Linked DNA regions of Mus musculus: regions 1, 2 and 4 are each linked to region 3. A link is a contact called in public Hi-C data. All regions are on one chromosome and are shown on one strand. Each heading gives the region's core, a stretch centred on a gene start, on an enhancer-like site or on the middle of the called end of the contact. The rest is flanking DNA. Distances are from core to core; before and after follow the strand shown. Region 1 has its middle 59 kb from the start of Gm13219. Region 2 overlaps Gm13219 (predicted gene 13219). Region 3 has its middle 97 kb from the start of Gm13218. Region 4 overlaps Gm13219 (predicted gene 13219).

Evidence for each region. A called contact is a pair of places that touch in the nucleus more often than the background predicts.
Region 1: a contact with region 3 is called in a Hi-C map of group 2 innate lymphoid cells, with 2.0 times the contacts expected there. The contact joins two enhancer-like sites. A contact is called at or near these places in 2 of 484 Hi-C or Micro-C datasets (Th2 cells and group 2 innate lymphoid cells).
Region 2: a contact with region 3 is called in a Hi-C map of group 2 innate lymphoid cells, with 2.8 times the contacts expected there. The contact joins two enhancer-like sites.
Region 4: a Hi-C map of Th2 cells shows a contact between it and region 3, with 2.2 times the contacts expected there. The contact joins two enhancer-like sites. A contact is called at or near these places in 4 of 484 Hi-C or Micro-C datasets (Th1 cells, Th2 cells, epidermal suprabasal cells and 1 more).

What each region holds. Positions count from the first base shown.
Region 1 is chr2:9,290,203-9,297,083 of GRCm38.p6, reverse strand. No RefSeq gene overlaps it. Among named protein-coding and RNA genes, the nearest start is that of Gm13219, 59 kb to the left of the region's middle. Within about 2 kb of position 2,418, at least 1 of the 459 cell types and tissues checked has an H3K27ac peak or open chromatin away from gene starts, as enhancers often do. A contact at or near this core is called in group 2 innate lymphoid cells, where this site is marked.
Region 2 is chr2:9,374,508-9,381,608 of GRCm38.p6, reverse strand. The region is part of intron 1 of Gm13219 (predicted gene 13219); the gene reads right to left. Among named protein-coding and RNA genes, the nearest start is that of Gm13219, 26 kb to the right of the region's middle. Within about 2 kb of position 3,433, at least 7 of the 459 cell types and tissues checked have an H3K27ac peak or open chromatin away from gene starts, as enhancers often do. A contact at or near this core is called in group 2 innate lymphoid cells, where this site is marked.
Region 3 is chr2:9,686,343-9,693,428 of GRCm38.p6, reverse strand. No RefSeq gene overlaps it. Among named protein-coding and RNA genes, the nearest start is that of Gm13218, 97 kb to the right of the region's middle. Within about 2 kb of position 3,703, at least 27 of the 459 cell types and tissues checked have an H3K27ac peak or open chromatin away from gene starts, as enhancers often do. A contact at or near this core is called in Th1 cells, Th2 cells and group 2 innate lymphoid cells, where this site is marked.
Region 4 is chr2:9,356,067-9,362,341 of GRCm38.p6, reverse strand. The region is part of intron 1 of Gm13219 (predicted gene 13219); the gene reads right to left. Among named protein-coding and RNA genes, the nearest start is that of Gm13219, 6.9 kb to the right of the region's middle. Within about 2 kb of position 2,216, at least 17 of the 459 cell types and tissues checked have an H3K27ac peak or open chromatin away from gene starts, as enhancers often do. A contact at or near this core is called in Th1 cells and Th2 cells, where this site is marked.

The DNA of each region.
Region 1 (6,881 bases), core at 1,169-3,668, 400 kb after region 3:
TTCACAGTATGAATATTTTACTTGAACGTTTTTCTCACTTGAAACAGGGTCTTACTGTCATCCATACTGCATTGAAGCTGTGGTACTCCTCCTGCTTTAGTCTCCCCCACTCTGGCATTACACTCATGAGCCACCCCACTCCCGGTAACCTGAATACTGAAGCTGCCATACCTTCACCAAATATTTTCCTTTTCAGATAGAGTGAAAACAAGATCTTTCCAGTAAATAAATAAATAAATAAATAAATAAATATCACCACCTAGGAAGTTCTGCCCTCTATTCTGTTTGAGTGTGATGTCTAAATGGCCTAACATCTTCTAAAACCAAAACCTACAGTTTAATGATGCAAGAGGAAACAGATTGATTCTGATTGCCATGCAGTTTAACTTGATGGTTGGAATTGGTTCTGAAATGTGTTATGTCTACAACATAAACACAATAAACATTTCTTTCCCTGAATGCTCAATCTCTGGGTGGAGCCGCAGCATCCAAAAATGGTGCTATTCATACTCCATTTCTAAAAAAAATAAGAAAAAAGTACTTGTCTATCAACATTTCTTTTTGTCTCTTACTTTGTCTTCCTGTCTTCCTCAATTTTTCTATCTCGTCTCTTCCCCTTCCTCCCTTTCTTTCTCTCCTTCTTTGCTTTCTTCTATCCTTTTAGTCTTAATGTTTGGGATCAGTTCTTATGAAGCTCTTATGATGGCTCCAGATCAGTCTTACCCTGGGCCTCCTCAGTACTAGGGTCATAAGTGTGTTCCATCATGCTTGGCAAGAACCCATTTCTGTATTTGGTGGAATAGTTGACTGGAATGACATAACCATAATTTTTGGCTAGGCAATCAAGGCAAATGATATGTTCGTGGATGTGGCAGGAGATAAATCTTGTGCTCTTTACTTGTCAGGATCATGAAATCTCTTTCGCTCATATGAAGATCACAAGGGCTCAGAGTAAACACAGCTAGGAGGTTACCTGGCCTGTTACTGAGTCAATGGGATGAAATAGTGTGTGTGTGTGTGTGTGTGTGTGTGTGTGAACCCTCTGTTAAGTGTACACCTCTACATAAATGTCACATGTTAACCACCCTTACAGCTTTTCTGCTAGAGGATAGTGTGTTCCTAGTGGCCAAGTCCTGAGCAGATCAGCTTAATGATAAAACTATCCAGAAGAGCACTGGCCTCTTCATTTCTCTTGCCCTTAGTCATACACTGAGCAGATCATTTTCATAGCAAATTTAATGTACTCACTGGCTCAAGTCTAGATAGGAAGAGCTAAAGAGGTAATTACTGTTCTATCTTATTAATTTATTACTGAAACATGCACTCTGTTAAATGGCAGAATTCTGAGAGGATTCACCTGCCCTATAATTGAGAAGTGACTTAGATTAGACCCATCCCTAACAACCCAATAGCACATTCTCTCTAAATCAAATAAGATATGACTACTGATTCATACTGCATGTCACTACTGGGTAATATGTAAGCTCAGCCTTGTATCTAAGGATTCTCTTTGTTCTGTTTCCATCTTTTAGGGAAGAAGATCAGGAAAATGTATTATGTAAGAAAAAAATGTATTCAATGAAGAAGATCAAGTGATCATATAACAAGCATATTGACCATAAAAATTATTTGTTTTTACTAGGAAGTGTTGAAATGAATATGACTAAAGCCTGCATATTGATGTCAAAGATATATAAATTCTTTGTATTTAAGGGCAGAACACATGATGTTTTTGCTTGCCTTTGATTTGAATGTCAAGGAACAAATATTTGGATTCCATAGAGACATGCTCCTATTATAAATAAGAAAATGCCATATCACCAAGTAATTTATAATTTGCCACAATGAGAGGGAGACAGAATGTATATAATGAAACATGGAAAGAGCAACTAATTAGTGACAATCTGTATATGACTTGAGAACTCACCGGAGACTAGAGTCTCCACATGCATACGAGTCCTACAGATTTCTAAATAACAAATAGAGATGTTATTTATTATCTTTTTTTTTTTCAAGTTACCTGGGAGAAGAAGCTTCAGATAAATGCAGGGCAAACTGGCTCAAGTTTGTCTTGGAAGAACACAGAGGTGAGAGAGAGAGTTCAGCCTAAAATCAGGAACTATGAGCCTAGGAGTGGGTCATTGGCTTAAGTCAAAAGGAAATGAGTGACATTTTTGAGGGTGCCTGATACTTGTCTCACCTCCTTGTGTCTGACGTGACAAGTGTCATCTATAATCTTATCATAATGTTCTATTCTTCACCCAGAGTATTTTTTCTGTTCTCTTCTTAAAACCAACAATTCTTAACCTTAATTTAGTGTCACTTTTTCCATGAAGGTAGGTTAGAACAGAGAACCCAGTCATGTGCCATGTAAGCACACATCACTTCTCTGCTCAGTGTGTTTGTCACCCTTCACACAGTTGTCACTGGCTTGTGTCACTCAACAGACTGGAAACTTGATGACACTGGGGCTTGCCTGTTTCCTAAGTTCTTTACTATTCTGAGTCATATTTCTCCTATCCTAGGTTCTGTGAGCTTCTCACAGCATCCCCTTTGCACTGTCATTGCCCAGGTAGATAAGGCTGTCCTACAATCCTACCTACTTGAGTCTTATCCAGAATTCTCCCCTACACTCTTTAGAAGCCATTTTCTACTTTTAGATCCTCAATGCTGGGTCTGTTGTCCCGCTGGCTTCTCTTCCCACCCATGTTGAACAGTGCATCCTTACGATAGAACCCAGGACTATGAAATGCACGTCTGAATTCATTTTCTAGAACTTTCTAAGGAAATGATGCTTATTTGATTATTCTTAAAAAGAATGGACTCAAAAAGGCTTTAAAAATATTTATTTATTTACTTATCTATTTATTTAATTTGTGGTGTGTGTGTGTGTGTGTGTGTGTGTGTGTGTGTGCGCGCACGTGCGTGCACACACACACACACGCACACATGAATGTAAGTACCTAAAGAGGCTAGGAATGGATGTTAGGTCTCCCAGAGCTGGAGTTACTGGTGGTTAAGAGAGACCCTATGTGGGAAATGAACTCTAATCTTCTGAAAGGGCCTTCAGAGCTCTTAAGTACTAATCTCTAGGCCCTTCGTTTATTTTATGCATGAAAGTATATGATGTGGTCAGGCCTGGTGAAGTTACTCCTAATAAAACCCAAAAGAAAAACAGTTAATTTTTTTTTCCTTTGAGAAACAAGTAATGGAAAACATGAAGAACAAAACTAGATCCTACTGCCATAATGATACCTGAACATTGCTCCCTGTGACCACTTCTGGGATATGATGGTCACAGGATGGAAGATAAATATTATCTGTCTTGACAAAGGGGTATAGAAGGGTTGAGACATCTTGATGTCATTTATAGTAATGGGAACATGGAACAGGTTATTTTAAAAATGGATGTATCTTTGAGTTAGGAAAAATCTATTAAATTTTGGAATTGTTTCTAAAGAGATATTTATTGTGTCATTAAAGATTTAAAAATAGTTGTAAGACTAAACCAAGAGCTGTGCTATTTGATGGTTATCTTATTTCTGATTTAGAACATATTAAGAAATCACCATTAAGATTTCCCACTTTGTACCTTATTGCATATATGTGGATGCAGATTTAACATTTATGTAAAATGCGCAGTTACAATTTAAAAAATTATTTATAATTTTGTATTCACCTAATGTGTGTTTGTGTGCCTGAATGCATATGTGAATGTGCACACATGTTTAAGGCTACATACACACATCTGGAGGTGGTATGTGTATACATGCTGGCCCATGTTTTATGGTATATTTCTGAAGGTCAGAGAATAAACTGTGGGAATTGGTTGGTTCTTTCCTTCTGCTGGGTGAGTCTTGAGAACTGAACTCAGTTATCAGGCTTAGTGGCAAACCACTTTGATGACCCTGCAGTTAAATTTACCAAGGTATATGCCTTAAATTCTCTCTCTCTCTCTCTCTCTCTCTCTCTCTCACTCTCTCATACACACACACACACACACACACACACACACACACAGAGAGAGAGAGAGAGAGAGAGAGAGAGAGAGAGAGAGCGCTCCTTATTTTGGTGATTCTTTGTATAGTTCTTTTTATTTCTACTCGGTTGATTTCAGCACTGAGTTTGATTATTTCCTGCCTTCTACTTGTCTTGGGTGTATTTGCTTCTTTTTGTTCTGGAGATTTCAGCTGTGCTGTTAAGCTGCTAGTGTACGCTCTCTCCAGTTTTGTTCTGGAGGCACTGAGAGCTGAGTTTTCCTCTTAGCACTGCTTTCATAAGTGTCCCATAAGTTTGGGTATGCTGTGCCTTGATTTTCATTAAAATCTAAAAAGTCTTTAAGTTCTTTATTTCTTACTTGATCAAGTTCTTGTTGAATAGGGCTTTGTTCAGCTTTCATGTACATGTATGCTTTCTGTTGTTTTTGTTGCTATTGAAGACTAGCCCCTAGTCTGTCATAGGATGTATGAGATTATTTCAGTCTTCTTGTATCTGTTGAGGCCTGTTTTGTCGTCAATTTTGGAGAAGGTACCATGAGGTGCTGAGAAGAAGGCATAGTCTTTTGTTTTAGGATTAAATGTTCTATAAATATCTGTTAAATCCATTTGATCCATAATTTCTGATAGTTTCAATGTATCTCTGTTTAGTTTGTGTTTCCATGATCTGTCCATAGATGAGAGTGGGGTGTTGAATTCTCCTACTATTTTTTGTTTGTTTGTTTTGTTTGTTTGCTTTTGTTTTGTGAGACAGGATTTCTCTGTATAGCCCTGGCTGTCTTGAAACTCACTCTGTAGACCAGGCTGGCCTGGAATTCAGAAATCTGTCTGCCTCTGCCTCCCGAGTGCTGGGATTAAAGGTGTGTGCCACCACGTCCAGCCTTCTCCCACTATTATTGTGTGAGGTGCAATGTGTGCTTTGGGCTTTAGTAAAGTTTCTTTTATGAATGTGGGTGCCCTTGCATTTGGAGTGTATATGTTCAGAATTGATAATTCTTCTTGGTAGATTTTTACTTTGATGAGTATGACATGTCCTTCCTTTTCTTTTTTGATAAATTTTGGATGAAAGTTAATTTTATTCTATATTAAAATGGCTATTCCAGGTGTTTCTTGGGACCATTTGCTTGGAAAATTGTTTTCCAGCCCTTTACTCTGTGGTAGTGTCTGTCTTTGACACTGAGGTATGTTTCCTGTACTCGCCAAAATGCTTGGTACTGTTTTTGTATCCAGTCAGTTTCTCTCTCTCTCTCTCTCTCTCTCTCTCTCTCTCTCTATATATATATATATATATATATATATATATATATATATATATATATATATATTTAATTAGGGAATTGAGTCCATTGATGTTAAGAGATATTAAGGAATAGTGATTGTTGCTTCAAGTTATTTTCAATGTTATTTTTATGTTTGTGTGGCTATTTTCTTTTTGGGTTTGTTGAAAGATTACTTTCTTGCTTTTTCTAGGGTGTAGTTTTCCTCCTTGTGTTGGCATTTTCCATCAAATATCTTTTGTAGTGCTGGGTTTGTGAAAAGATACTGTATAAATTTGTTTTTGTCATTGAATATTTTTACTTCTCCATCTATGGTAACTGAGATTTTTGCTGGGTACAGTAGCCTGGACTGACGTTTGAGTTCTTTTTAGGGTCTGTATGAGACCTGCCAGGATCTTCTAGCTTTCATAGTCTCTGGTGATAAGTCTGCTGTGATTCTGGTAGGTCTGCCTTTATATGTTACTTGAACATTTTCCCTTACTGCTTTTAAGATTCTTTCTTAGTTTTGTGCATTTGGCGTTTTGACTATTATGTGCTGGGAGGAATTTCTCTTCTGGTACAATCTATTTGGAGTTCTGTAGGTCTCTTTTATGATTATGTGCATCTGTTTTTTAGGTTAGGGAAATTTTCTTCTATAATTTTGTTGAAGATATTTACTGGTCCTTTAAGTTGGGAACCTTCACTCTCTTCTATACATATTATCCTTAGGTTTGGTACTCTCATTTTATCCTGGATTTTCTGGGTGTTTTGGGGTTAGGAGATTTTTGCATTTTGTATTTTCTTTGACTGTTGTGTCAATGTTTTCTATGGTATCTTCTGCCCCTGAGATTCTCTGTTCTATCTCTTGTATTCTGTTGGTGATACTTGCATTCATGATTTCTGATCTCTTTCCTAGGTTTTCTATCTCCAGGGTTGTCTCTGTTTGTGATTTATTTATTGTTTCTATCTCCACTTTTAGATCCTAAAAGTTTTTGTTCAATTCCTTCACCTGTTTGGTTGTGTTTTCCTGTAATTCTTTAAGGGATTTTTATGTTTCCTCTTTAAGGGCTTCTAGCTGTTTACCTGTATTCTCCTGTATTTCTTTAAGGGAGTTATTTATGTCCCTCTTAAAGTCCCCTATTATCATCATGATATGTGATTTTAAATATGAGTCTTGCTTTTCTGGTGTGTTGGGGCATCCAGAGCTCGATGTGGTGAGAGAACTGGTTTTTGTTGATGCCAAGTAGTCTTGGTTTCTGTTGTTTAAGTTCTTGCCCTTGCCTCTCACCATCTGGTTATATCTGGTGTTAGCTTGTCTTGCTGTCCCTGACAGTGGCTTGTCCCTCCTACAAGTCTTCGTGTCATTACTCTTGGGAGACCAGTTCTCTCCTGGAGGAATTTGGGTATGGAGAGCTGTGGCACAGGGTCAGTTCCAGGGTGCAGACTGAAACTGGAAGGATCCTGTCCCCAGCTAGTCCTTGGTTCCTATGTCCTGATGGCTCTGGGAGGGTCCCTTTTGGGCCAGGCATTTGAACAGAAGTGGTGTTCTTATTTGTGCTCACAGGTATGTCAGCACTCATGGGAGACTCGTTCTCTCCTGGTGGTATCTGGGTATGGAGTGCTGTGGCAC
Region 2 (7,101 bases), core at 2,184-4,683, 310 kb after region 3:
TGCTGTCTCAGGTCCCTCATGATTGGATTGGAACCGATGTTGTGTTCCACTCACCAGTGATCCTAAGATGTCGTGGGGAGTCAACTAGGGACCGTGGGTGTGTCCACTGACTTCGTGACCTCCACAATGATACTCTTATAAAAAAAAACATTTAATAGGGTCTGGCTTACAGTTCAGAAGTTTATTCCTTTACCTTCATGGCCAGAAGCATGGCAGACAAGGTGCTGAAGAAGGAGCTGAGGCAGCAGGAAGTGACTACCTCACCCAGCCTGGGTTGACCATGTGACCTTATAAAGCCTGCCCCCAGGGGTCACTTCCTGCAACAAAGTGACACCTACTCCAACAAGCCCACCTCACTCTCCTATTTTTGGAACTTCAGGATTCTATGCAAAATAGGAGCAGTAGAAATTACTTATATCACTTTGCTTTAGCTCCCTCTCAATTCCACTTGGTAGATGTCACATTGCCTATCCCTGTGAGACTGGCCTGATGATCCCCACGGCTGTAACAACATAGAAGCTGTCCACTGATGTCTTAACAACAGCAAAGTCTGCTCATACTTATGGTTGGCAGTGATCAAATACTGCGGCTGTGGAAGTCCACATATGAAGTCCACTGTCCTTGGGAGCACTGAAAATTCTGCTCATCTCTGCTGTGTACTCTTTATTGTCTCTGAGGGGGTGAAAATGAGGCAGAGGTCAAAGGATTATAGTAGTGCATTAGTTTTCAAGTGAGATACTCTGACACACACACACACACACACACACACACACACACACACACGTGTCCCTTCATGTCTCTTCTTTGGTTTCTCACTGACATGAAGCTTTGCAAAGCCCCATATTTCCATTATGCGCTGGCTCACCATTGGCTCAGAAAAAAAAAATGGAGCCAGATAATTATGAACCACAACCTCTGAGTACCTAGGCAAAACTAAATTTTCTTCTTTTAAATGGTTTCTCTCAGGTCTTTGTCATAAAGACTAAAAGTTTTGAATGAACCCCTACCCGTGAAATGCCTAATTGCTTGAGTTGTCTCTATTTTTCATATGCATAGAAAATTGCCAATACTGTTTGTAGATGATTAAGATGAGGGATCAAGACAAAACTAAGGATGGAGACTGTGTCAGGTCATCAGGTTCTAAATAAACATGGACAAACCACTAGCGTTCGCTGTTATTTTCTCAGCTGAGGTTTACGTAAAGCACTTGGTAATTATTTGTCAAACATGTACACAGCGTATACCCGTCCATCTCCTCTACTTACACAATATATCTGATATGGCTTTGTAACTTTCCTACCATTACTCTTCTGTAAAACTACAGTATTATAGCCGCAGTGCGAACAGAACAATCACAGTTTTTACTTGAATTTTATGGAGTTGAGCTCACAATTGCTTGTTAATTCACCTTTCCATTTCCCCTTTCCAGTTATTACCAGAAAGTCCTATCAACGTATTGGTTCTCACAAAATAACTCCTGTATTGCGTTTCCTTGGAGTGAAAGGTATGTAATTTTCAAAGATTTGTGCTATATTCTTGCTGGGTATGCTCTGCTTGTTCTGTCTCTGCACTACTGATATATTCTGCGGCTGACTTCTGCTTTGATGGCTAACTAAATGAAAAAAATTTCCAAGATCTCAGTTTATCCAGAAAGTGCAGCCACTTGCTCTCCACTGTAGGTCTCGTGTTTGCAGTGGTTTCAACTATACAATGTTAGCGGATACTCTTCTCTGCTTGTGCTACATTCATAGTTTCATTATGGATCCTGGAGGGATGAGGCTACACACTCCAAGTTTCAGTCTCGAGAGTCTTTTGGCTTTGTCCCAGAGCTTAGTGTTCCTGTACAGTAGACTCTGTTCTTTCCAAGAGAGAGAGAAAAAAAAATAGATTCAGCAATAGTCTCTTTGTGCATCATGCAAACAGACTTACTGGTTTTGCATTTATTCGTTATCTTAGTGTACCTGGGCATTTCTTGAAAGTAGGGTCAGTTTGTTCTCAACCTTACAAACCTAATCTATATGAAGATGAATAAACTAATAACTGTCCTATTACTTTGTGGTCCTGTGTCCCATTAACTTTCTTTATAAATTAGGTAATGGAAAGATAGATATATTGCTAGCTTCAAAAGTGGCTGTTTTAAGGACTGAAGATGTGACGTTTTGATAGAATATTTCTGTAGAATAGGTAAGAGCGTGGGTTTAGTCTCTAGTAGTACAAAGAGAAATCAACAGGTTTTAGTCTTGAAGGAGAGAAAGGGGCAGGACAGGTTTTCCAACAAAGTCCCTGTTTCTCTGGCAGGGGATGATGAATTGCGCTCCAGTTATCTGTTGCTTTCTTGGAAGAATTCAGAACACTGTGTTTACAGTAGTCCCTAATGTCTACTATTACCCTCTTAAAACTGGGTAATGGATTGATGGATTGGGAACCAAATGCATGCAGATAAAACAAGCCTGGAGTTATTGAAGTGAAAGATGTTTGGAAGAATTTTATTCTTCCTGAGTTGTTTTGAAGGTGTGAGATGTTGCTGTTAGACATTTACAGCTTTAAATAAAACATTAAACATAAAAATAAAAAACATACAAATAAATAAATAAAACATAAACATAAAACATAAAACTTTAACTTTAAATAAAACATTAGTTACCCTGGAAGAGTGAGGGTCTTTAAGCATTTTCTTATTTGAGCTCACTAACAGGAAACTGAAGGCATGAAAATATTCTTAAAGAAGTAGCTGGCAGGGGAAAAAAAGGATGGGACAGTGGTTTAGAAGCTTTTAAGTGTCTTAAAAATGAGCTCTGAGAAATCAAAGGAAAGAATTATGTACCTAGTGATCTATCTATTCATTTCTGAGGGTTCCCACGCTTATAAAGAAATATAACAGAGAGGGAATTAGTTAAGTGACTGGGTTCACTGATAGTCACCTAGCTCATCGATCAATTTTGCAGTACAAGGAAAAATGTTTAATGAAATACCTGAGCAATAGAATTGCAGACAAAAAGCACACACTTGACTAGACAGCAAACTTAACAGAGAAAAGAGATCAGAAAGTATGGGATTAGCCATAGCAAGAAACCTGAGCATCTGCTTGTTAACATGTGCAGAACCATCCCTCACTTGCTCCAAGTTTCTCTGGTGGAGATCCTTAATTGTTATGATCATCTGAGCCATGCTTACTTGATTTCATCCAAATGTGCTTTCAGAATTACAGAAGTTGTCTCTTTCTCACACTTGGCCAGGCTTCTTGCTATTCAAACTATCAGACCTGACATTTGGTTCCTGCCATACACAAAGCTTGAGATGACAGGGAAATTGTTTTCTGGGAACCATCTCTCATTCCTGCTGCTGATGAATTGCCAAGCCCTTCTGAGAACACAACCCATCAGTCCTTTGAAACAGAGCGTCAGATAACGTAGTCACGCTCAGCTGATTCTCCAACAGATAAATGGTGAACTTCACCGAAGCTACCTGCCCACAAGTCTTTTGAGCTGAAAACAGTCGAGTCTCAGATAACAAAGGAACTTGATGACTTTTAGCATAGTCATGGTTTTCCTTGGCCCACACATAGACAGTGGTGATTTCTGGGTCTTTTAAAGCATTTTATTTGCATATCTCATCTTTAGTAACTCATGCTCGAACCACAGAAATGGTTAGAGGATCCATGATGCTAGACACACACGACATGTTCAAGAAATATTAGAGGGACCAAGGAAAGGGAGAGCTAGACTTTGTTATGTGTAACTGGCCATTGGTAGCACTGCTGCCTTTGATATGCCCCCCAAGAAGTATTTTATATGCTCAGAGCTCAATTAATTGATACATAAGTATGGTCCTCCTCAAGCATAGAGGTTCATTATGCCAATGTTTGTATCTTTCCATTTTTTTTACTGTGGCTTGCAAACATTAAAAATAAACGCCCAAATAAGCTAAGACTAGGGAATGAGATATTGACTATGACCCAAGATTCTAGCATAGCTAGTCACCGACAGACTAGCCTGGGGACTGGATTGTGTTAGGTGACATGCATAGATTAATTTTTCTAGATTCTTTGCTAGAATAGAGTACGGCAAAATGTTCTCATTTTGTAAGGAAGGCAGTGTTTTAGATATGATTTAATTATCCGGTAGTAAGGACCTTGCAAAAGAGACTTAAAGGACTTTTAGTCACCTTCAAGGTGACCTCCATCATCTTGCAGACGTGAGCTTCAACTGATATGCTATTTTGATTTTGTGTTTTAAATCAGGGCTGATGATTTTGACAATAGTAATAATAATATGAGCACTAATAGGGTTAATACTTATTGAAAGTTTACAACATGCTGGGGATCACTGATAATTTTTTGACATCTATTTTTTAATTCAATGCCTACAACAATCAACCTGCCGGATAACTGCTTATTACAATGAGGAAGCTGTGGCTTAGAGTTAAGTAAATTGCCCAAGGCCACAGAGCTTGTTAACCGGCAGATCTACACTGGATTTTAGAAGTAGGTTGTGCTGGTGCAGATCAGTCAAAGCAGAAAGACTGATAGTAATTTTAGGATTTAAATAGGTTCAATGCAAGCAGAGCAGACAAATAACTAACTACAATTCATAGTTTTCTGCACATGTCTGTTGTTTTAATTGCATTCAAACCTTTTGATCAAGGGTTTGCAAATTATGGCCTCTGACTTCAATCTTATCTACCACCTGTTTTTATATGGATTGTGAGCTAAGAATGATTTGTTTGCTTTTAAATGGTTGAAAAAATTGAAATCATATTTTGTGGGTATGTGAAAAAAATATGAACTTCATACCCTCATGTCTATAAATAGGTGTTAATAGACTAGTGTTAAAATATTATCTACCCTGGTCCTTGGACTACAGTGGTAGAGTTCAATAGTTGTGACAGGAATTTGGTGGTAAGCAAAGCCTAAAATATATATTGTGTGGTTCTTTTCATAAAAAGCTTATGAGGAGACAAAGGTGATACTACATACCTGTAATCCCAGAACTTAGGATATGAATATAGAAAGGTCATCCTTAGCTATCTCATGAGTTCTAGGATATCCTGGATCATAAGAATTCTTGTTTCAAAACAAAAACCAAAACAAAAAAAATCTGAAAGTCAAAAAGATAAAGAAAAATCAAAATCATAACAGCTCTTCCTTTTAACTTTCTGTAGCAAAGTGGTGGGAAGAAAGATTTTAAAAGCAGATTGAATTATACATTTAGTTTTCCTCACTTTTATATACAATTGGAAAATGCTATTTAACTGTTATGTACCTCAGTTTCAACATATGAACAATGGTGACAATTGTACTAGCCTCAAAGAACTAGAGTAAAAAGTGCTAATATATCAAGAACAATGCCTGACATGTGGTTAGAGTTACCATTGTCCTTATCATGATAAATTTTTATGAGATAGGTATTAATCACTTTTGTTAACATCCTGTAGCTCCATTGCAGATGAGTTCAGTTAGAGATGGTGAGACTCTTGTTGACCTACATTGCCTCTTTGCTTATCAGAACTGGAATGGTTTCCTTGCCTCCTCTTGCCTTAGGTCAGAAGCAACAAGTCACCAACAGCTAATCCACACACCCATCTACTCAAGTACTACTGGTTCTGTCTTCACTGTCATTGGCCTTGGGCTCCCTTGGCTGGTATAACTGCTTGGGTGGGTGTGGGAAAACCCTGTGGACTTGGGAACTGAGGCAAGACATGAAGGCTCACAGGCTTACCATGGGTGGAAAGATGATATTGAAGCCAATGGCTGTTTTGGGAGTGAGTGGGATAAGCAGCTGCTTCTTTTAAGTGGCTTTAAGAATCTCATTCAGCATCCAGAACATGTTAGCTCCACTGAGAAAGGTTTGTGACTTTAAATATATGATGGGTATACATGTGGAGTGGGGTAAATGGACAGTGGGTAGAAGAGAGAAACACACTGCAAACTCCAGGGTGTTTATTTTAGCATGGCAGAGATCAGCTCCAGTCAATGATGACATAGTGTGCTATGAAGAGACTGAGTTGTTGTGGGGCTGGCATTAGTTGTTTTTCTTTTAGTTCCCTGAGATGGGAGCCTTTCTAGAATGTTCTGGCTATTGCAGTGTGAGAATTTGCTGTAACTATTTTAGAGTAGTAAATAACTTGTAAAGTAATTGAATCACTTATGACTTCAAGATAGTAATGTGACTTTCTGCTTTATCACTCCAAACCCACGATACACCTATTCCTTGATTTGTTCTTGTCTCCGTTTTTCTGCTTCGTGTGCATGTGTCTTTGACCGGTCAGAATCGCCAACTTTACATCTACTTACATGACTTATTTCAAATGCAACTTCAACCTTCTGTAACTTCAAGGTCATCTATCTTTAAACTTTAAGGAGAAGATGTATGTGGAGGTTACTGTGATCTAATGTGTGGATTCCAGAATCACACCTCATTTAGTCAATTCATAGCTTTTTGATCTTGACCCAGTACATCCATTTTGTGTCTTATGCTCCTCATCTGTAAAATAGTAATTGGGAATATTGCCTTCTAAAAATTGTCAAGGGAACTGAGTAGATGGTTCACAATCCTCATTATTATCAGTCAGCTTGGTGGGTGTGGTTGCCAAGTCCAAGGAGATATTGCTGCTTAGGACTGTGTATACTACTATACTGAATCCCAAGGATTGGCTTCTGAGAGAGGTATTATCCTACCAGATGGAAATTGATTAATTTGCTTAATGTCACACTGCAAAATGACAGGTCATGGATTTCATGCAGGCTCATTAACTGCAGATCTCATGCACTTTCAATTCTCAGATTCATTGATTCTATACTCACACTATACTTAATCATGCAAATTAGGTTAAATTTTTGCATAACTAATAAGTTAGCATTCGACACTTGAATAGTTTCATGTAAAATACGTTTCCTTTTGCACTCATCTTGTTAAGGAATCAAAATGTGAAGTTAAAATGCACAGCTGGCTATAGTACTTTTAAGGCTAATTTTGAAGGAAAATACTTTCCTTACAGTGAGATGCTAAACAGAAAGGTGTCAATATTGTATTTCATATTTCACTCTGTGAATGCCAAGCAAGTAGACCTTATATAATCTTGGGACTCAGGGTGAGTATGTGC
Region 3 (7,086 bases), core at 2,454-4,953:
GGTCTGCACAGAGACCCACACCGAAGGTGCCCAGGGATCCCGTGGCAAACGGGGAGACCCACACCAAAGGTGCCCAGGGATCCTGTGGCAAATGGGATCTTTTCTTAACTGCCTCATATATTTCCTCTTTCCCTACCAGTGGCTTGGGATAGTCTCCTTAAACCTGGCATCACATGAGCCCTGCTACTTTGACTCTGTCTCTGTCTCTCTGTTCCTCTCCCTCCCTCTCCCCACCCCTTCTCTCTCTGTCTCTTTCTCCCCTCTCCTCTGATTTGCATCCATGTGAGTTCATCACGGAGCCATCCAAGATGCTAAGTCATCAAAAGCTTGGACCCATCTTCATCCCCCAGCCTCATCACCAGCTCTTCCCCGCCCGTGACTTGTGAGAACCTTATAGCATTCCCATGTTTCCTAGTGTCAGCTTTGCAAAGAAGTCAGAGAAATCAACCGAAAGGACCAGGGCAAATTTTGTTTTTACTGTTAAGATTCTAAATGCTGCATTTCTACTGTGTGCCAGCTTTTCATGTCAGGAGTGAGTTTCTCTGAAAAGCTGAGAGATGTTTTATGTTTTCTCAGCTGTATGGTTTTTAAGACAGCCTTGGAATCATTTATTGGCATTTCTCACTGAACTTTTGTTTTTATAGGTGTGTAAATGTGTTATCGAAGATATTTTGGCTTTTCCAGAGAGTCAAGTTTGTAGACTTCAGTTAAGGAAATCTGCTCCCCGGCTTTTTTTTTTTTTTTCCTCTCTTTCAAACTTGTTTTCTTGAAAGAGATGGAATGAGGTGGTTGATAGGGGCTCTGGAGTTTTGCACTAAATTCTTTGACCTCATTTATCTTGCTTGAGGTTGTTTGCACTAAAAAAACTAAAATTCCAGCACTTCTGATGAGACATTTCTTTCTGTTTCTTACCCCTCCCCTCTGGCTATAGCACATCTAGACCTCCCCCACCCCACCCCTGCTTGGTTCAGCTGTCTCTGGCCACATGGTGTAAGCAATGACTCTAAAACCTGGTTACTTGTCTGCATGTTGGGGGAGGGTGCAGGTTCTGATTTCTGGGCAGGGGCCTAAGGATGCATGCTTTAACATCTTCATCCTGGTCCTTCTGCAAAGTGAGTCTGAAAACCTGCTATGTAGTAGGCATGGAAACAGATGGGGTGGGAAAAGCAGCTTTGGTCCAATTGTCCAGTGGTTCACTTACAGGTAGATTACACAGACGTTCATCGAGCACCCACTATGTACTGGCATGAGGCCAGGCAGTGAGATGCTGAAATGTATAAGATCCAGCTCTGCCTCTGATGTCCTCACCCTCTAGTGAGGCGGGCAGACGTGTAAACAGATACTTTCCATTTCATGCGGTTGTTCTGAGGCAGAATTGAGGAGAGCCTGAGCCAAGTTCAGCGTTTGGAGAAGGTTTTTCCGAAGACTGACTTTCTGTGGGCCTGGAAGACACTGGGGACGCATTGGTAGAAAAGTCAGGTGTGTGTGGGAGGGGGTCCTGAGGGGCATCTGAGAAGGATGTGAGAACAGTCCCAAGGGACATCTGAATACTGAGTCAGGGAGACTTGTTGCAACACTTTGGATCTCTCCTTAATCTTCTTTGTTTTCCTGGAGACTTGGAGCATCAGGCATCAGTGCAGGAGAAGAAACCAAAATGTGAGTGTTAGAGTAGCCGGGGCAACGTAGCAACGTATGCTTTGTGCTGAACCAGCTTCTCTGTCGAACAAAACAGAGGCTGCTATTGTTTCCTGGGTGTGGCTAGGGTTCTATAAGAACATACAAAGTATGAGATGCTCAGTTCCAGTCTTGGAGCTCAGTCTACCGCATGTTCCTTTAACCCACAGTAAATTGTCTGTGGCTGTTAAATATTTGATAAAATAATTCAGAGGAAGGCCCTTTCTTTGTAGATGGCTAAACTAATCAGGATTCAGAGGAAGGTCCTTTGTAGGTGATTAAGCCAGGATTTAATACAGCAAATAGAACAAGTGGGATATATTCAACAGAAAAATCTAAAGTGGAGATGCAGCTCAGTTGAGAGAATACTGTCCTAACATTCTAAGGGCCCTCAAGTCAACCTCTAGCACCATATTAGTCCTGGTGATGCACATGACTGAAATTGCAGCATTCCAAAGGTGGATCAAGTGGATACAGAGTTCAAAGCCATCCTCAGTCTCAGCCAGTTCACAGCCAATGCGGGCTACAAGAGACCCTGCCTCAAATAAACAGAAAGGACTTCAACACAGAGAATTTGCCATTCGCACATTCTTTTAACAAACCCCAACTGTTACTCCACAGCTAGAGTGTGTCCTCCCTCAAAAGACTGTGCCTCAGTTCAGCCTAGGCAAGGGGCACAAATACTGTATACATCTCAGAGGGTAGTGTGTGACAGAAGCATGACAACTGATGATGAGTCCCTGGTGTAGGTTGGTTGGTCAACACTTAGTTGCTATGGTGGTGATTATGAACATCATCCTTAGGAAGTATTCAGGAAGGATAAAGAACATCAGTGCGGGTAGGGAAGACCCTCCAGAGCCAGGGGCAATGTGAAGGATGAGAAGGAGATGCAAGGAATCTCCACCCACCCTGAAATGTTTTCTTTTCCTAGACTCATAGGCTGTCAGGATGGGATATGATATGAGGGTGAAAACCTCTTTATTGATCTGAGATCAGCTTGCCCTGCAGTGCTGATTACTCTCAACCCTCGTTGGCTATCCTTTACGAACCCTCACAAGCACAGATGGAATGGGAGGTCATGGAGAAGATTTCACTAAGAGCAAAGCAAAATAAAAGCACCAACTTTCACAGGACTCAAACATAAATAGCCCTACATATGACTAATGAGGTCAATGTACTTACGTAATTTTTAAAGTCATTTTCCAAACAAAAACTAAAGTATGGGCCAGAGAGATGGCTCAGAGAGTAACAAGCACATGGTGGACAAGCCTGGAGTCATGGGATGGGTCCTCAGAATCCTGGTGTCCATGGAAAAAGAGAACAGAGCCCACAAAGTTGTCCTTTACACACACACATCTTGGAGTGCAAATGTTCCCCACACTAGTGATACATAAAATTTAAAATGAAAGGTAGAAAAGATACAAAACCCATATAACATGTGTTACCCAGCGATACATGAACTACAGGGTGAATAATGTAACTACACTAGGCTGGAGGAGAACGTTGCTCAGCAGCGATTCCTGGAGCTTTCCCTACGCCACATCGAAACCGTCATTCCATCCTAATGGCAATTATTTCTGTGCTTTTCTATGTAGTTTTATCACCAAAATGTGCTTCTCTAATCTAATTGCCCAAGTTGAAGTTTCATTGTGTGTGTGTGTGTGTGTGTGTGTGTGTGTGTATATATATGATGTAGTCTTTTGATTTGTGAGGAGTTTAAAAGCTTACTGAGAGAACTTTCACAACACTTATGGGAACAGAGTAACCAACCCTGATACAAGAACTCTGGCATAGGGCTGGTGTGGTTCATGAGGTGAGACTAGGATCTTTGTCCCATGGCTTTGGCCTCTTCGCCCATTTTCCTCCATCTGGCATCAGTGAGCCACTAAAAGACCAGGAGAGATTTGGACAAATGTCTGTTAGTTGCTGTAGAGATAGGTGTGAGAAGGAGCCCTAGGGAGGCCAAGACCTTTGCCACCTCAAAAAAACACCTGCGGATCTTTCTGACAAAGTGACGTGACACTTTGGGGTTTTCAGTCTGCCTCAACACTGGAACTACAAACCACAGGACCTTTAGGCTGAGGGTGGGGACACCCAGAAAAGGGCAGCCCTCACCTTTCCTGTTGAAGTAAAGAGTCGAGAAGAAAAATGTTTGAAAATACGAGAGAACAAGAGAAGGCTCAGTCACCTGTGGGAAAGACAAAGCAAACAAAACCAGGAAGGATGCTCTCTGGTAGGACTGGACATCTGTGAGGAGTCTGAGGGACTGCTAAAGAGGCTAGCATTTGTGAAAGAGCACTGGAGATACAGTTCACCCTTTTGGCTGAGCCTGCTAAGTTCCAATGAAAAACTAAAAAAAAAAAAAAAAAGAATAAAAAGAAGTTTTTGGCTGCAGCAGACCTACAAGACGTAGCATGAGAGGGGGAAAAGAAAACTCGACTCCAAACACCAAGCTTGTATTCTCTCTGTGTGGGCAGAAGGTTTTATTACCATTATTTTGTATTATTTATTTCATACATCATTAAAATCCTTTGGCCCTTTCCCGAAGTCAGCGCACTTAAAACAAAATAATGTGGAAGGAAAACACTAAAGAAAAATACAATTTTGATTCTGTGTAACAAGGTGCCGTAAAAGCGTGGGCCAGGCCCTTCTCCATGGATCTATCTAGCTGGCTTTAGAGAAATGATTCATACTGCTGAAAAAGTTTGTGTCTTCCCTAGCTTGGAGAAAAGTTTGAGCATCTAAATCAAGAGGTGCTTGGAATACGGAGCGTACACCGTTTCTGTGGCCTTGGGCAAGGAGTTTAACCTTTGGGTGCCTCAGTTTCCCGCTCTGTAAAATAGGGATAATGAGACTTAATGACCTCATCATGCTGAGGTAAGGATTAATTAGTTGATGTTTGTAAATGGCTTTGAAGCCAGAAAATGCTACAACAGAGCTAGGCATTAGTATTAATAATACATTTCAACTGAGTTAATACTTGTATCGGCTGTCTTGGATTTCCCTGGCAGTTTCATCTGGGGACTTACTTTTCAGCCTCGCTCATTAAAATGAAATAAAAAGGAACGTTGCTGGCAGACAGTAGCTCTGGTCTTCGGCACAAAGATGAACTCATTCCTGCCCCGAGTGAAAGGATATCTTTTCTAGGGTGCATTCAATAGGAATCTCAAATGTCAAAACGGGACTGGAGGCACAGTGTGATTTCTTAGCAGCTCAGACATGTAAAAGATGCTGGTCACACATACAAGAAAGAAGCTTGCAGATCTGGGAGGAAACCACTTTCCAGAATTGATTCGATTCCTATGGTTTGGAGCCAACCACAGAGTGTCTTATCTGCCCTCTGCCTTAAGTTGTTTTTCACCGTCGGTCCCTTTTTCTGGCCTCCACCCCTTCCTGTGCTAGGTCACTTTGGGCTGTGTGCTATATGTGAGTGTTAAGTCTCCTGTGAGATCCATGATCATCTCCTTCCCTCTAAGTCATGTTAGAAAAACCTTCTTATTTTGTCCAACTGAACTCTGACCCCTCACCATGACGTGAATATTCCAGTGGGCGGGTAGCGCAACAGAGCCCCTGGCACCTAGTAGAAGTTCAAGGTGTATCTATCTAGTTAGAGCTGGATCTTGGAGACTTCCTGAGTGTCTGATGTTGAGAACCTAGAAAAAGTATGTCAACTGCACAGGATGCGAATGCCCAAGTTCACTTCCAAAGCCCAGGCTTCCGATTAGCCTTTGGTTGGCTAAATAATTGTATCAGTCTTATTTCTGCTACCATATCAAGATACTAGAGGCTTGGTAGTTTCTAAAAAAAAAAAAAAAAGAGGTTTATTTATCTGAGAGTTCTGTGCTTTCAAGGGTGTGGTCCAACATCCAGCCAGCTCTGGGGAAGCTTTCTTGATGAAGGAGATATTGCAAGAGAGACAGGATCGAGCAAAGACCAAGCTTCTTTTATAAACAAGCTGCTTGCTAGAACTAATTCAGGATCCCATGAGAACCCCACTAATGCCTTCTTAGGGTGATATCCTCAGTGAGTCAATGACTTCCCAAAGGTCCCACCACCTCTTAACACAAAAAGGCAAGTGTTGAGTGACATAGTTAAAGCATTTCTAACATACCGAAATGATTTCCCACAAGGGATGCTGTGTTTCTAGCATTATCTAATTGTCCCCCTATTCCGTGGCTGTCAGTGAAGACCTCCTCTTGGCTCCATCAGAACTGTGCAGAGAACTGGTTAGAAGCACAGACACTCAGGCTCAGGTTTGAGAAACATAAGTTCAAGTTCAGGTGCCTCTTGATCAGTGAGTGCCTCTTGTAGTCTGTAGCTATACAGTTGGGCAACAACAAAACTGATGTCTGAGTGGTCTTGCAGTTGGTAAAGGCCTGAGAGGGAGAGTAGACTCTTTCCTTTACACTCTATCCCCATTTCCGTTTCCCAATCATGGGGTACCTGGCTAGCCCTTCCCATACCTTTCCCTCTGACTTCTCAAGCCAGTTGGAAGCTCCACTGAGGTAAGAAACCACATCTCTGTGTTTCTGGTTCTGTTCACTAAAGCTCTCATGATCCTGCGTGCTCAGGGCCCCTCATAGGTGGGTCACCACATGGCTTACGTAGCCCGTGTGTGACTCAGGACCAGTATGTAGTGATGGGAGGGGAAGGAATTTGAGAGCCCTTCTGTTGGATGATGAAGGTAAAGTTCTGGTTACCAAGAACTTTGTGAGAATATAACTTGTAGTCATCTAGCAGATACACTTGAATTTATATTTATTTGAATTTTTTAATGATGGATGTGCATGTGTGTCTATGTGTTGGTATATGAACATGTGAGCAGATGTGCCCTCAAAGGTCAAAAGAGGGAGTCAGGTCTCTCGAAGCTGGACTGATAGTAGATTTTTTTTTGCCACTTGGTATTGGTGCTGGGAACTAAACTCAGATCCCGTACAAGAGAGTCCAGGCTCTTAATCGCTGAGCAATCTCTCTAATCCCATAGGCATTATCTTTTAAAAGGGCCATGCTTGGGGTTGTGGAGATGGCTCAGCTGGTAAAGAACGTACCATGCACATATGAGAATCCTAGTTCAACCAGCAGCATCCATATAAGAAGCTGGAGATGCTGGTGTTCCCTTGTAATCCCCATGCTGGGAAGCAGAGATGGGAGGATGCCTTACCAGCCCATCCAGCTGAACTGGTGAGTTCCACGTAAAAATCAGAGATCCTGTCTCACAAAACCATGTTGCTCGGCTCCTGCAGAACCACACTAGAGGCTAATCTCTAGTCTCCATAAGCAACCATGTGAGCTGCCTCACAGGCATACAGGGGCAGGTTTTACAGGGAACACTGAACAGTGGTCACTGGGGAACTGTCTTCATGTGCTGAATCTCCTTGGCAACTCTGAAGCTGAGCTCTTCTTGGTCTTGTT
Region 4 (6,275 bases), core at 967-3,466, 330 kb after region 3:
GAGAGGCAGAGACAGAGAGACAGAGAAAGCATGGAGGCAGGCAGGATCACTGGCAGCTGGCTAGCATTTCTAAATGAAAGTCTATCAACAGATGTCAGACGATTCAAGCTTTCCCCTTGCACATGGGCACCAAGCCCGTTTGCTTTCAAGTCCCCCTTTCCTTCCCTTCCTACACGAGAAACAACATGATTTCCTGTGCACCGGGAGACTGACTCAAGGCACTTGGCATGGTGATCTCTAGCTCTGTTCATTTCTTGCAACCCTCATAACTTCATCTTTCACTGTGGCAAAATGAAATTCCATTGGGTATATGGACCATATTGTCTCTATCAATTTATCTGTCAAAGGACACCAAGGATGATTCTAAAACTTGGTTACTGTGAAGAGTGGAGCAATAAATACAGGCATGTGGGTATTTTTAGAGTAAGCTGCTGACTCAATGACTCAATCTTTAGCTATTAAAAATAAATACACTTGTTCAATTGATAATGGCACAACAGAAGCCAAACATGTGAACATTGTGGGCAGGTTCAGCATTGATTATTTGTGCTGTAATTTTATATTCGGTGCATTGATAACTCTCGAAAGAGCTAATCTTCTTACCCATGGCACTCTGACTCTATTTCTGTCTAGGACTCTTCCCATAAAAGTCTGTAAGTCCTTTGCTTCACATATGTTGGTTCTTTACTCTACTTTTTCTTATGTCAGAGGAGTGGAACAGAGAACCAGGAAGTTAGAGAGTTGGTAGAAACATGCTCTAGTGGTTTCCCATGTATAGTGGAGTGCCTGAGTCCTCCTTGCATTTGGATGTGTCTTATCTAATTATAACTCTGCGGCTGGAGCATTCTTCTCTCAGTCAAGGTGTCTATCCAAGTTTCCATCTCTGTATCTGCTCTAACAGATCTTTCTCAAGTAACTTTCCCCATCGTTTGTAAGTACTTCCTTTGAAACCTGATTATTAAGTCTAGGGAGTTCTCCCTTGTGTGTTTGCTATTTCCCAACAGGAGTCCTGATCAGCATATCATTTTGTCGCATTGTGGTTTGCTTAGATGGGTGGGTGGCAACACTGATTTCTGCAGTGAGGAGAGACACTTAATGTTAGGTCTGATCATGGTGAACATGCCATAGGGGAATCCAATAGTATTTATAAATAGCTACTGGTCATTGATCATGGACCGCACATTGAACAATGGTATGGCTCTGCATCTATTATCTTAACTGTGTGGATGAGGAAACCAGCCATAATCTTCCTTGAATTTTTTTCATATGAAGCATATTTTTTTCAAAGTAAGCTTTATAGATTGAAAACTGCACACCTGAATTCATATTCCAGGAATATAATGTGGATTATAGAAAAACATTTTTTAATTCAATTTTCTTCTGTGACTTCATTAGTAGGGTTTTTATTGGATCAGATTTTACAGATTACACGGAGTGCTTCAGAACATAAATAAGCTATGTTTCTTTACTGTTTGGTGTGGAGCACGGAGTATAAAGTATAAGTCTAAAGCATGGTCTCAATTCTGAAACACCATTTAACTGCCGTGTGACCCTGGGCAAATCAATTAACTGTTTTCTCTGCCTTAATGGTTCTACTCTGTAAAATGGGGTTAATTATAGCACCCACCTCATTGAAATGTAATGGGGATTAGATGAGTCAACACAGGCAACATTCTTGGAACTGCTTGGTTTATGGTAAGCAATATATCATGTTAATTATGATTATTTTAATTTTTATTCTCACCTTGGTCTCCAGTTCTCTTACAAGTTCCTAGAGCATCTCTTTTCCAGATGTGCATTTGAACACCCAAATGATATGTTCTTTTCTATATATCTGTGTGGATTGGATGCTGAATTACAATCAAGGGCATATCCCGTCATTTAATAATGAAGGACTGAAAAAACAGTGACCTGTGGTCCTAGGGGCTCCCCTGATGCCAGATACAGCTGATTAACCAGATTGTCTGGCAGGACCTGTGAGAGCTGAGACTGGGGGCAGGAGGATCGTTCAGGGCCACTTCATTGCTTTTGTTAAATAAGATGAAAGTTGACTAACCAGTTGCCTGTGGCAATATAGGTTAGTCAAACTGAGACTTGACTAAGAGGCCCATCATAATAAGCTAACGAGAAAAGCTAGCAAGGCGTTTGAGTGGCAGAGTTGTGTGGGTGGCAGGCTTGTTGTTGAGGGAACTGATGTTAGAACTTTATGGCACTATTATTGCAGTTGAGTGAAATAGTTGTGACAAGCCAAGACAGAGCCCCAGAACAATACGTGCACACTCTTCTTCTCTTTCTCTTTCTCTTTCTTCTTTCTCTTCTCTCTCCTCCCTCCTGTTTCACCTCTCTGCTTGCTTCCTTTCTCTCTGTTTCTCCTCCCTTTCCCCTTCCCTTCTTTCATTCTTTCTGATCCTTTCTTCCCTTCTTTCCTCTTTCTTCCCTTCCTTCTTTCCTCTCTTTCTGGGCTTGCCTTTCTTCCCCCTACCTCTTTGTTTTATCATGGAAAGTCAGACCTCTCCTTTGGGGACAGGCAATGCTTGGATAAGAAGCAAGGAGAGTGGAAGTTTCCAGCTGCCCTACAGGTTAAAGGGACTCTTGTGTCAGCACAGATGATGAAAAATATACTTTAGGTGAATAATGAGCACATTAAATGACGTTAAGGCAAGTAACAAGAGTAGAGCTGCAGAGAGGCAGGGTTGAAATGGCCGCACATGACAGAGCTTACAGACCGTGCCAAACTGAGCCCGGTGTGGGTCTCCAGTAACGCAATGTAGTGTTTATGAATCTGTACCGACGTTAAGTTGATCGTTACTGTAATAATCAGACTGAGATACAAAGAAAGCAGAGAGTAATTCTTTCATAGACACAGAGGCTTCTGAGCCCCTGTTCCTCATCCTTCCTTAAAAGTTAGAGAATTCTGCCAGTGGAGTAAATCAAGACCCAAAACAAAAACAAAAACAGAAACAAAAACAAAACAAATAGAAGGAGGAGGAGGAAGAGGAGGAGGAGAACAACAAAAACAACAACTCTAAACCAAACCAACGACAAACTAACAAAACTCCAAAAGAAACCCAGCAAAACTAAAAGCTCTGCTCATGTTTTTTTTTTTCTGTTGCCCGTTTCTCATCGACCATGAACTCCTTCCTGCATTTCTGTTTTGCTTGGAGAGTGTTTTAAATGCATCAAGGAGAGTTGGGCACAGCCAGTCAAGGAATCAAATTCTTACATCAGAAATAGTTGTTCTGCCTCAGCCTGTGAGCTACCTCACATCTGATCTCTTCCTTTCAGGATTCTGTTATCTTAACTTCTTTCAAACCTGGCTGCATGCGTGTATTGTTATATTATTACTTAAGTTGTGTATTCGTGTGTGGTTTTTCTTTTTCTTCTTTTGGCCTATGTTCTCTTCATGGCTAAGTCTCATTAGCCATGAAGACTAATATCTTTCACATATGCTTATTTCATGATAGTTTCCTACAGATAACATGTTCTTCTCAATTAATATTTGTCACCTGAGTGATGGCATGCTTTGACCTTCCTTTTCCCTGTGGGTTCATAGCCAGAAAGTTCAGCATGAGTGTCTCTTTTTCAGGGTCTCCCTTTTTGTTTGTAACTAGACTTTTCTTCCCTAAATAAAAGGAAAGGGCTCATAATGGAGTCAGCACTGCCTTATGCACACCGATCTGAGAGATGAGGGCAGGGTGATGAGGTTGGGTGAATGACAGCTGCTTTACTTAGCAACTGGTCTCATGCACCCTTTCAGGTAGTGAAATCCAGGGAAACAAAAAAGACAAAGACGCAGCTTGAGATGGCAAATTTATAACGAAGGAGGCTTTCTGTAAGCTCCAAGCCCTGTCTAGAAGTTAAGGGGGACAAGCAGGGAGACAGATGTATCTCCTTTTATTTGTAACATCAAAATAGGGCAAGTATGCTTCCCTCGACTTCATGTTTTTCCTCCCAGCCATTTTCCAGACTCTCACTTTTTAATTTGAAAACCAATCTTCGAGTGGGAAGTTTCAGTCCTGGCACACAGGTAACAAATAAGCAAATAAGCAAGGCTGAACTTCTCCCTGGGTTTCCAGGTCATTCACTAACCGTTCCAGGCATCCGATTCCAAAGCAAACATATCACATATCAGTTAGGATCTCCTTGAGACATTTTAGAGCGAGCACAGATCTGTTGCGCAGGTTATGGGCCAAGCCACTAAGGTTTCTGGGGTTGAACGTTTCATTTTCTTAACTTCTGCACTCAATTTCTTTCAGAATGGATTTTGCCCCTGGTAATGTTTGAGGGAACTATTTAATGGGATTGCCTGATAGACCTAACACGGCAGCAATTGTGTGCCCTGTCCACAATTGCTCCTGGGGTACTCATTAGCCTTATCAGAAATGTCTTATACCTCCAGTGATCATGGGGTTTTTTCTGGCCTCAGTTTTTCTCATTTACAATAAAGTTACATATTTAAATGTGTTTATTGCATATTGTGTTTAGATTCATTAAAGAAGTAGCATTCTGAACAATAAAATGTATTCACCATAAAACCAGGAAGTGCCAATAAATACAGGAAACACAAGAAAATTCTTTGGTAAATGGTCTCCAATTTTACTTCATCCATGGTGAAGGTAGACAATCTCTGTGTGAGCTGACCTACTTAAGTGGATTCTTTTCAAAACCTGTTATGCAAGCAGATGCTTAGGAGCCCTGCACGGCTTCATCCTCTCCATAAAAACAAACAAACAAACAAACAAACAAACAGAAAACCCCAAACTCAGTTATTAATTGCGGTGGTGGGTGGCATTGTTGGGTACAGTCCTCTCAGTCACAAGGTGAGACAAAACTCATTGTAATTGCTGTGTTTATTGGAACCTCATTGCTTTATGGTAAATATTCTTTTCAGTGCAGAAGTGGTAAGTTTAAAAACAACTCTCTGCTTTTCTCTATATCATCCCATCTCACATACAGGAGCTTACCAAGCTACTCGTTCTTATTGTTCAGAGCTCTGCTCTCCCTAAGCTGTTCTGCATGAACACGTATTTTCTTAGGCGCATGCTTCTGTGACACATTACATTTTCTATCCTGGGGTGAGGTGGAGTCTAATGCAATGCCAAGATGCTATTGGCTAACCGTTAGGTGATTGAATCATTTTTCTCAGTAATGAAACATTCTTTACTGGTTTTGCTTTCTGTGAGTGAGGTTCTTTATTGATGTTTTTGTTATTGTTGTTGGGTTGTGTGTGTGTGTGTGTGCTCCTACAGACTTCCCTGGATTTGAGAGGAGATGTATGTACACATGTGTTTATGGGCTTTCAAGTTGGACACCATTGTCATGCTCTCTCTAGTCTAGACACCAGATCTCAGAAAATCTCTAGAGAAATGAGTATAGTGGTTCTTGAGGCCCTATCATAAAAACTTCTCTATTCTTCCTGCATGTTCTTTGTGAATGCTGGAGATGAACTCAGGACCTTGCATTAGCTAAATGCGTTCTTTCCTACTGACCCTCACCTCCAGCTAAAACATTCTGTTTATTCAATATGGAATCTGTTCAAATTGAGTTGGAACTCTCAAACTTTAGCCATATATGGAAAACTTGCTTTACCACAAGGGTACCTCTGGAGCTTCCAAAAACAGAGTGCTCAGGCCACACCTCTGCTCAGGGTCTTCCCCAGAGGTTCTGGCTTTTTTGGTTTGGAGCACTACTCAGAGGGGTCTCAGAGTCTATCAGATCTGGAAACAACACTATGGAGCAAATATCAGAGTCAGGGAATTCTCAGAAATGAGTTAAGCATGCAGAATTGATGGAGCTGTCCTGAAATACTTTTAAATGGGATGAACAGATCACTCAGTAGGATGAGGTTGTGAGTAAGCATGGAGACTGGCATCTAGATGTATAGCACTCATCTAAAATCAGCGTATGGTGGAGAACATATGTATGCCACGCACTGGGTAACTGAGGTTACTGCAGGCTGGGTGCTTGCTAGCTAGTCAGCTTAGTTAAACAATAGACTGAGAACATCAGCCTCAAAGAGTAAACTGGTAAAGAAATTGAAGAAGACCTCTGACATCAACTCCTGGTATCTACATATACACACACAGAAAAGTGTACCACCTCCTCATATCCTGTGCGCGCGCGCGCACACACACACACACACACACACACACACACACACACACACATATACACACACACATATACACACACACACACACACACACAACACACACCCCTTCTAAATTAAAATTTTAAATGTTTGCATATATATTATAACGTTGGGAAAAATTCAA